Regions from separate parts of the Mus musculus genome. Here region 2 is linked to region 1. Evidence: chromatin contacts called from public Hi-C data. All regions are on one chromosome and are shown on one strand. The core of a region is the stretch at or near the end of the contact, and the rest is flanking DNA. Distances in the headings are between cores, read along the strand shown.

Evidence for each region. Hi-C and Micro-C count contacts between places; a contact is called where the count stands out from the background.
Region 2: a contact with region 1 is called in a Hi-C map of B cells, with 1.9 times the contacts expected there. The contact joins two enhancer-like sites. A contact is called at or near these places in 2 of 15 datasets of contacts at CTCF or cohesin (embryonic stem cells and large pre-B cells), 9 of 484 Hi-C or Micro-C datasets (B cells, the G1E-ER4 cell line and embryonic stem cells) and 1 of 9 other capture datasets (embryonic stem cells).

Annotation. Positions count from the first base shown.
Region 1 is chr4:59,350,402-59,354,774 of GRCm38.p6, forward strand. Susd1 (sushi domain containing 1) reads right to left here. Exons shown (of 17, transcript NM_001163288.2): 11 at 1,237-1,328. Among named protein-coding and RNA genes, the nearest start is that of Gm35578, 71 kb to the left of the region's middle. Within about 2 kb of position 1,745, at least 22 of the 459 cell types and tissues checked have an H3K27ac peak or open chromatin away from gene starts, as enhancers often do. A contact at or near this core is called in B cells, where this site is marked.
Region 2 is chr4:59,726,284-59,730,656 of GRCm38.p6, forward strand. All of the region lies in intron 2 of E130308A19Rik (RIKEN cDNA E130308A19 gene), which reads left to right. Among named protein-coding and RNA genes, the nearest start is that of Inip, 55 kb to the right of the region's middle. Within about 2 kb of position 1,763, at least 20 of the 459 cell types and tissues checked have an H3K27ac peak or open chromatin away from gene starts, as enhancers often do. A contact at or near this core is called in B cells, where this site is marked.

The DNA.
Region 1 (4,373 bases), core at 495-2,994:
CAGTGTGAGGGGCTGGGTGGAGGTGAGGGAACTGGGAACCAAACTCGGTCCTCAGCAAGAACAGCAGACTCTCTGAAGCTCTGAGCTGTCCCCTCTAGGCCTGAGTGGTTTACGCCAGGCTGGCCACATAGAAAGCCCAAGGCCAACCTAGAATGCATAGTGAAACCATCTCAAATAGATGGCAAGATGGCTCAGAGGGTAAGAACACTGACTGCTCTTCTGAAGGTCCTGAGTTCAAATCCCAGCAACCACATGGTGGCTCACAACCACCTGTAATGAGATTTGACACCCCCTTCTGGTGCATCTGAAGACAGCTATAGTGTACTTATCATAATAATTAATAAATTTAAAAAAAAAAACAGAAGTATATATGTGCAAAATAAAATTTTTTTTTAAAAAGAAAGAAAATAAGATAGAAGAGCAACACTCAGGGGCCCTACATAGCTGCTTGGTCTTTTATTATCTCATGCATTTATAGCATGGAAGCCAACTAGCAAAACGACAGGAGCAAGGAATGTTCTCCTAGAGAGAAAATTTGGAATCTGAACCAGGCACCACTGACTAGGGTACTCCTTTTTTGTAACATCCAATAACTGAAGAGAAGCCCCCTCTTTCCCCATGATCTCCCTTCCTTCAGTGGTCATCGATCTTCACAGATTCTCTGTGACTGTCCAGGCAACACACACACACAAAGCCTGGTCTCTGCAGAGATACCGGTGTGACCAAAGGTCACTGCACTCCTACCAGAGACTCTGCCTGCGTACTGACTCTGCACCAAGATACACAACTCTAGAAAATTCCACACTTTCTTACCACTCCTGAGTAGTCTGTCCTCTGGCAAGCAGCCGAAGTGGCTGCCCCTGAGCTTCTTAGCCAGTCATCATGATACATCTCTGCCAACGGCAGCTACAAACATAGTTTTTAGTCTAATTTTTTTTTAAAAAAATGTTTTTTAGATTTATTTTATTTTGTATACAAGTGTTTTGACTGCATGTGTGTATGTGGACGTGTACATGGCTGCTGCCCACAGAGATCAGAAAAGGGCACTGAATCTCCTGGAAATGGAGTTACAGATGGTGGGGAGCTGCCAGGAAGGTGCTGGGCATTGAACCTGGGTCCTCTGATGGAGCAGCTGAGCCATCTCTTAACAGCTGAACCATCTCTCCAGCCCCTGGATGTTTTAAACCTTCCACACAGTGCACATATCTGCAAGTAAGGTGAATTTTAGAAACTTACTAAATACATCTCTAGTACATCAGCTGTCTTGAGGCTGCTCCATCTCAGGCAGGTATCATTATATACCGAAATATTAGCGATGGTCTGTTTTGCTGCAGAGAGGAAAGAAAGAACTGAATTTACACTGTATGGAGAAAACAAAACAAAACACAAAACCACTAACTTTGCATTGAAGTATTTCCTAGGAAGAGCATTTACATAGGGTGAATTCAGCAGTATTTTGATTCAGAAGTCAGAGGCAGCAGTTTTCAAGAAACACCGTGTTCCTGCTCAAGTAAATGAGTCCTGATGGGGATTTAGGAACCAGAGATGCCCGGCCAGAACCGTCTTCAAATGTTTAGGTTAGACACCAACGACCCCCTTGGTTTACTAGGTTTAAGTTAGAAGTCATTGCCCTGGGCTTTGAAGACCATTTGGACAAAATAAGTCTCGGTTTGAAATTCTGAAGTGAGGGAAGAGTCACTCTGAGGAACTGAAAACTGCCATTGCATGCAACCCGGCCTTCTGTGACTTCTGTGGCTTCCCCTGACTTGCATTTCCACACCATGGTCTCAAAATCTGCTCAGTTTCAGGGTCCTCGATCCAAAGGCACAGCCACGTAGGATTTGTCCCTGAGGCACAGCTACCTGAGCACTTTACTTCCTGCAAATCCTGATACCAGAGGTGACTTCAGTGATGGCTGTCCCTAGACAGGAAATATCACCACTGGAAGGCTAAGCGGTTTCAGTGGAGCACTGCAGTGAATACAGTTTAAAAGACACCCCAAAGAAAGGCCCACGGGAAGCAGGGCTATGTGGAGCAAACCCTGGCCTGACTGGTTCCTGTGAATGAAGCTGAGTCGGTGTGGGTTAAGCATGTTTACAATGAGAGGAAAAACCCGCTTCACAAGTCAGACCCTCACTTCAGATGCTGCAAGGCATGGAAGAAGCTCGGGTCTGAGGGACACAACCCCATTCCCAGGGAAGCGGAAGACGGTGGTGGAGATTAATGGCCCAAGAGACCGAGGTCTCTGGACACTTCAAACTGCAAGTGATATTTAATGCTATGACTAATGTTCTTGCTTGCTGTGTTTTTGTGGTACTAGGGTTCAATCTGAGACGCACATGTGCTAGTACTCATCCTGCTACCAAGCTACATCCCTGGTCAATAATGCCAGTCTCAACAGTACGATCCCACCAGTTTGAGATCACAAAAAAAGTAGAAAGTTTTCCAACTCTCTCGGTGTTGATTCACAACACCTAAGCTGTACAGAGGATGGCAAGCCAAACACCAAACTGTCTATGCCAAATTCACACAGAAGAAAGGAAAAAAATACAGCAAATAGGGCCTGGAGAGATGGCTCGGGAGTTAAGAGCAGTTGGTGGTCCTGCAGAGTTCCTAGGTTTGATTCCCAACATCCACACACGGTGCCTCAGACGCATCTCTAACTTCTGTCCTAGGGAATCCAACACCCTCTCCTAATGTCCGTGCACACCAGGAACATGCATGGTACAATACATACATTCAGGCAAACACTCGGACATACAAAATTTTAATTTAATTTATTTATTTTGATATTTTTGAGATAGGATCTCAATTCATAGACCAGGCTAGACTTAAACTCATAGAGATCCACCTGCTTCTGCCTTCTAAGTGCTGGGATTAGAGGTGTGTGTCACCACACCCAGGTTTGTTTTTATGTAAAATTGTATGTATATATCAGAAAACAGAGGTGAGTAGTAATTCACAAAAAAAACCATCATGACCAAGAAAAAGTTATTCCCAGAATGCATGATCATTACTTGAGATGCTATTAGTAGATAAAAGAGACCACATGGTTACTTTCACATTCATAAATATACTCCTGACTTAAAATCCTGGTTTACAAGGACTCAACTTCTCAGAAGCCCTTTAGTTTAGCCATGTTTATTAGAACTTACCATGCTAAATAATAATTGGTAAAATAATTAAGCAGTTTCTTGTAAAGTTACCAACAATACAAGGATGTCTGGTCTCCAGGCTGTTATTTGTCTATTAGTCGGGGCATTCTAGACCAAAAACAATGAGGTAAAAATACTGCAATGAAAGTGGGAAAGGGTCGTAACTGCCAGGAACTCTCAGCGAATAAATCTAATACCAAGCTGCCCGAAGACAATAGAAAAACAAGACAAGATAACAGAAGCTTGGTAACCTGCATCCAGAGAGATGTCCATGAAGGCAGTCGCTTTCTTTCTGTCTACAAGGCAAAGCAAGATCAGATGGATGGACCCCCACAGATGTCAGATGTCAGATCCCAGATCCTGGGACTGATGGCTGCTGGACCAACAAGGCCTTGGTGGGATGACTGACCCAGAGAGATTAGCCTGGATTATCCGCTAGGCTCAGTGGAATAACAAGGATCTTTAGAAATCAGCTGATAGGATTAGTGTTTAAGAAAGGTGAAATTGGGAGTGAGAGGTGGGGTGGAGAAAGCTCAGCTTGCTGTGAAACCTTGGGAGCCTCTGTTCGGATCCCCAGCACCTATGAAAAAGCCAGGTGAATCCATCTGTGACCACAGCACCAGGTAGGCGTGGGCAGGAGATGGGCAGATCTCTGCCATTCATCTGTCTGTCTAGCTGAATCAGTGAGCTCCAGGTTCAGTGAGAGACTCTGTCTAAAAGACAAGGCAGAAAGGATTGAGGGACTCTGGCCTCCACGTGCATGGGTATGTACACGCACACACAAACACACATACACACCAGGCAGAAAGGAAGAAAGGGCGAGCAGAAGGGGGAAGATGAATAGGAGGAAGGAGAGGAGGAGGGGCATGGGGGCAGGCACCTGGCATCCTGGCACTGAGTGAGGTGATGGAGAGTGAGTGGCAGGCCAGAGTGGACTGTGCAGGGAGACTCTGTGCCTGGCATAATGCTGTAAGGACAGGGTAAACCAACGGAAGGTGGGACCAAAGCTAATCGGACCCCGAAGACTAAGAGTAAGGAAACCGAGCCTCCCTTCTGTCCCTTAAAGGCACATGCGCCTGTCCACACTCTGGCTGCAGCCCAGTGAAACGGATTTCAAGTGTCTGACTTCCACAGCTATGTGACAGTCAACTGTGGTGTTTTAGGCCACCAGGTTTTCAGTAACTTATCAAACCAGGAACAGGAAACTAATCCAAGTGA
Region 2 (4,373 bases), core at 513-3,012, 380 kb after region 1:
CCAGACAGATAACCTTTATCTAACTGAACTTTTATACCTTTAATCCATGTTACAACTTTTAAAATAGCATTATAATTTTTAAAACTTTGCTTTATAAAGCATTTGTTACCAAAAAAAAAAAAAAAAAAACCCAAAAAACAAACAAACAAAAAAAACCCTTGCCAAAAACCATTACAATTCTATGCATTGTGTGATAACGGAGTGGTTCCACGGCTTTGCATGTTGTTCTAGGTGCTGTTTGCGGAGTCTGTAACGTTGTTGTGGGATCGTTACCCATCGATACTGTCACTTACTGTAGTTAGGCTGTGCCACCCACATGTGTGTTACGTGTGACCTGAGAAAGTAGTGCTTCGTCTAGTATTTTGAGCCAGCACTTAGCGGCTTCTTCGGAAGGAAATGTAGTCACCGTGCAGTGCCAAGCTGCTGTTCCGCATGTGTTGTTCCGTTCCAGAGAGAGCCTTCCTGCCACACACCTGCAGAAAAGAGAACAGCAATTCTGTTTGCCACTGAGAATCTTCTTCTTTTAAACTTGAGCATTTTTATGGCAAAGTCCAGTAGAAGACAGTGGGGCAGCAGGGCCTCCCCGGTCAGGTATTTTTAGTTTGAATGGTGTAGCAGCAGAAGCCTTCGAGGTGCACACATTGTCTTAGGTGTCAGCATGGCTCACATAGAATTGCATCTATAAGAGTAACTAGTAACTTAGGGGCTGGAGAGATGGCTCAGTGGTTAAGAACATGTATGGCTCCTCTGGAGGACCTGAGTTTGAGTCCCAGCTATCATATATATATATATATATATATATATGATAGTCCCACATATCAGGTGTCTGTAATTCTAGCTACAGGCCAAAACCTCTGCACATACTTACACATAATCAAAGATAATAAAAATTGAATCTGAATAAGACATTTAAATTTAATGTATACCTAATGTCAGCTTTTGTGTCAAGCATTTGCTTAGGGCTGAGGTGGTTCACGGCCTTATATCCATCAGGTCTTTTTACCTGTCTGTCCATTCAGTCCCTGGTGTTTCCTTCTCTACTTGGTGGCACCACACACACTCCAAAGACAGGAAGAAAGCTGCTCCAACAGACTAACTCCATCTACTGCACTCACTCTATAGTCAACACGGGGCAAATACCATCACACTCTTACTTAGACTGTCATAAAATATTAAGCAAAGAAGGCTGCTTCTGAAAGAGCCTTTTACACCAACATGCGAAAATCCCTCCCTTACTGCAGCCCCCCCCCCATCAGTTCAATAGGTAATAATTACAGGATTCCTTTCATGAAGGAATAATCTCCTTAGCTACACAGAAGCTTTTTGTGTGGCTGTCAGGGGCATAGTGACAACCAGTGCTGTGTTTGGACACATTGGTGCTAGAATTACTGATTTAATTCTAAGATAATTAAAACTAATTCGTCAAGGCCCCTGCCATGTCTTTGCTTAGAGCAGCAGTTCTCAACCTATGGATTGTGACCCTTTTGGGGGTGTTGAATGACCCTTTCACGTGGTTCACATATCAGATATCCTGCATACCAGATATTTATATTAACAGTTCATAACAGTAGCAGAATTACAGTTAGGAAGTAGCAATAAAAATAATTCTATGGTGGGGGGTCACCATTATATGAGGAACTGTATTAAAGGGTCACAGCGTGATTTACCTGCTCATGCCTACCAGAATATGCTTTGAATGTCCGCCCCTACGGGGGGCGGTGGGGGGGGGAGGAAGCAATAAAAAGGAACTGAGGTCCGTGTGGTGCAGCACAACTCTGCTGTGCTCACCCAGCCCCAGAGCCGAACCGCAGCGTTTCTTGATTCTGGTATTGGGAGATTTCAGACACCAACAACTGCATGGCTTCAGTGATGAAGTCTCTGGGTTCACAGTGGGCATGTGTTTGAATCCTGCTTCCAGCTGTTTTTCCACCCTCGGATCTTCTGTTTTGAATATCTCCCTATCCTAAGACCTTTATGTCCTACTGTAGTTTTTTGAACAAACCGTATGTATACTTGGTAGGTTTTTAATTTATTGTTTCTATTTCCCCCATGACTGTAAACATACTTGTTGCAAAAGTTGGACACAGAGTTGCCAGATCAACCTTGTACTAAGGGATCATTTCCCTCTCCTATGCAGTAATGTAAACATGTAACTAAAATCCCATAGGTCTGGCGAGGAGACTGAATGGATGGCCCTACTTAAATTTACCAGAATCAGTATGTGATGCAAGTGTCGACTGCAAGGAAGAATCTCATGCCTTAGTGGGATGGAGGCTGTATTCTGCTCCAGGGAGGTCCTCTGTTCTGCTTCTAAGTTGTAGAGATGTGTTTGCAGCTCCTTTTCTTCCATCCCTAAGTACTTAGGGAATAAAAAGACAGACTTATCATTGTTGTTTTATGGTTAAGACCAGGCGTCTGTTTGGAAATACCGTAATCATAATTAATGCTTAAGGGATGTCATTGAAACCACAGAGGGCTGTGCCGTGCTTTGGGGGGGGGGGGGGGGCGGGGGGGTGTGACTTGCCCAAGTTGGTCGATTGGCATCTTCCTGTGTGTCTTTTAGCCCCTGGCTTCTATATGATTTATGTGGGAAAAACATGTGTCTCTGTCACTCGTGTCATATTTTAAAATGTCTTTAAGCTGCTACAGTTATAACTTGTGATGGGAAGCAGAGAAAGGTGAGTCCAGGTGAGAGAACCATGTGTTAACATGTCAGATGTATGATGCTCTCTAGTCAGGTGATCCTCTGCCTGTCAGTGTTTGTAATACAGAACTTTTGTGACCAAGAGTATATATGGTATCACTTTCATTTTTGTTTTGCTGCTCACTGACCTTTCACACTAAGATGTTTCATTTTTCTCAGCTCACTGTTCTGCCTTCATTACTGTCTGTGTACTTGTGCTTTAAATAAAACTCTAGTTTTGTGTCCCAGTGGTCGGTTCCATCATGTATATAACATTTGCCTCTAATGTAGTGAGATTTTTCTGTTGTTGTTTTTATTTATGTATACATTTGTTGGTACAGCCTAAACTTTATGGAAATAAGCAACCCAATAAATTCAGCTAATGGGTGTTGATGGTGTCTCCAGTGAGCGCCTGTTCAGTCACACTGTCTTTTCTATATTTGGATCTGACAACCAGTTTTCAGTTAATAAACTATTTTCTGCAAAGTAGCTGTTTTTGTAACTTTACCAATTTAAAAAAGCAGGTCCCAATTTGAAAAAAAAGAATCAAGTTGTTGGCCTGGTATACTGCAGTGGTCCTGGGATATTATCACTATGTACAGAGCCAGGGACTCCATATACATGCATGTAACCATGAAGGGAACAGTACTGAAAGAGGAAGCATTTATACACACAGCTATTTACACAAGCAGGTAATAAAATTCTTTTGTAGCTCTGTAGCTGGGTTATTCATGGTCTTCCTGTAGTTCCAGGCCAATTTATGGAATAGGATGTTCCACAGCATTTATTTGTTTGTTTATTTATTGTGGGAGGGTATGCAGGCGTGTCTGTGGTGTGTGTGTGTGTGTGTGTGTGTGTGTGTGTGTGTGTGCCAACAAAGTCAAGTTCTTGTCAGTTGCTTCACCACTTAACTTTTGAGACAGGATCTCTCCGTGAGCCAGGAGCTCGAAATTTTAGCTCAATTTCCTGGCCACAGAGCCCTTAGGATCCCTTTGTCTCACATCCCTTTGTCCAGCGCTACATGCGAGCACTGAACCAGGTTTATGTTTATAGAACCCCCTTTTATTTTATTTTTTCCATGTTTGAGACAATATGTACCTCAGGCTAGCCTAAAATTAACCACATAGCAGAAGGTGGACGTGAATAACTTATCCTCTCCAATCTACCTCTCATGTAACAGGAGAGAGAGGAATGAGAGAGAGAGAGAGAGAGAGAGAGAGAGAGAGAGAGAGAGAGAGAGCCAGCGCAATGCAAACACCAGGTTCGTTTTCTCTCTGTATGTAGACCTCTGTTAGCCCCTTACCTCCACAAAAGGATTCCATGCTTTGTAAACGCATACAGAGTTGTACAGATCTAAATACGTAGCGGCAAATTGGAGAGACGGTCCAGCAGTTATTAGCACATGCTTCCAGAGGACCTGGGTTTGTTTCCCAGCACCCACGGCGCCCCTCACAACTGCCTTTACTCCAGTCCCAGGGGATTTGACATGCCTTCTGGTCTCTGCAGGCACCAGGTACATTCGTGGTGCACAGACATACGTGCAGGTAAAACCCTGATACACATTAAAATTATGTATGCCGTAAAGCTGAGCATCATGACACACACATTTAATTCCAGAATTCAGGAGACAGACAGGTGGATCTCTGTGAATTTGAGGCCAGCCTGGTCTACAAAGTGAGCCCAGGACAAC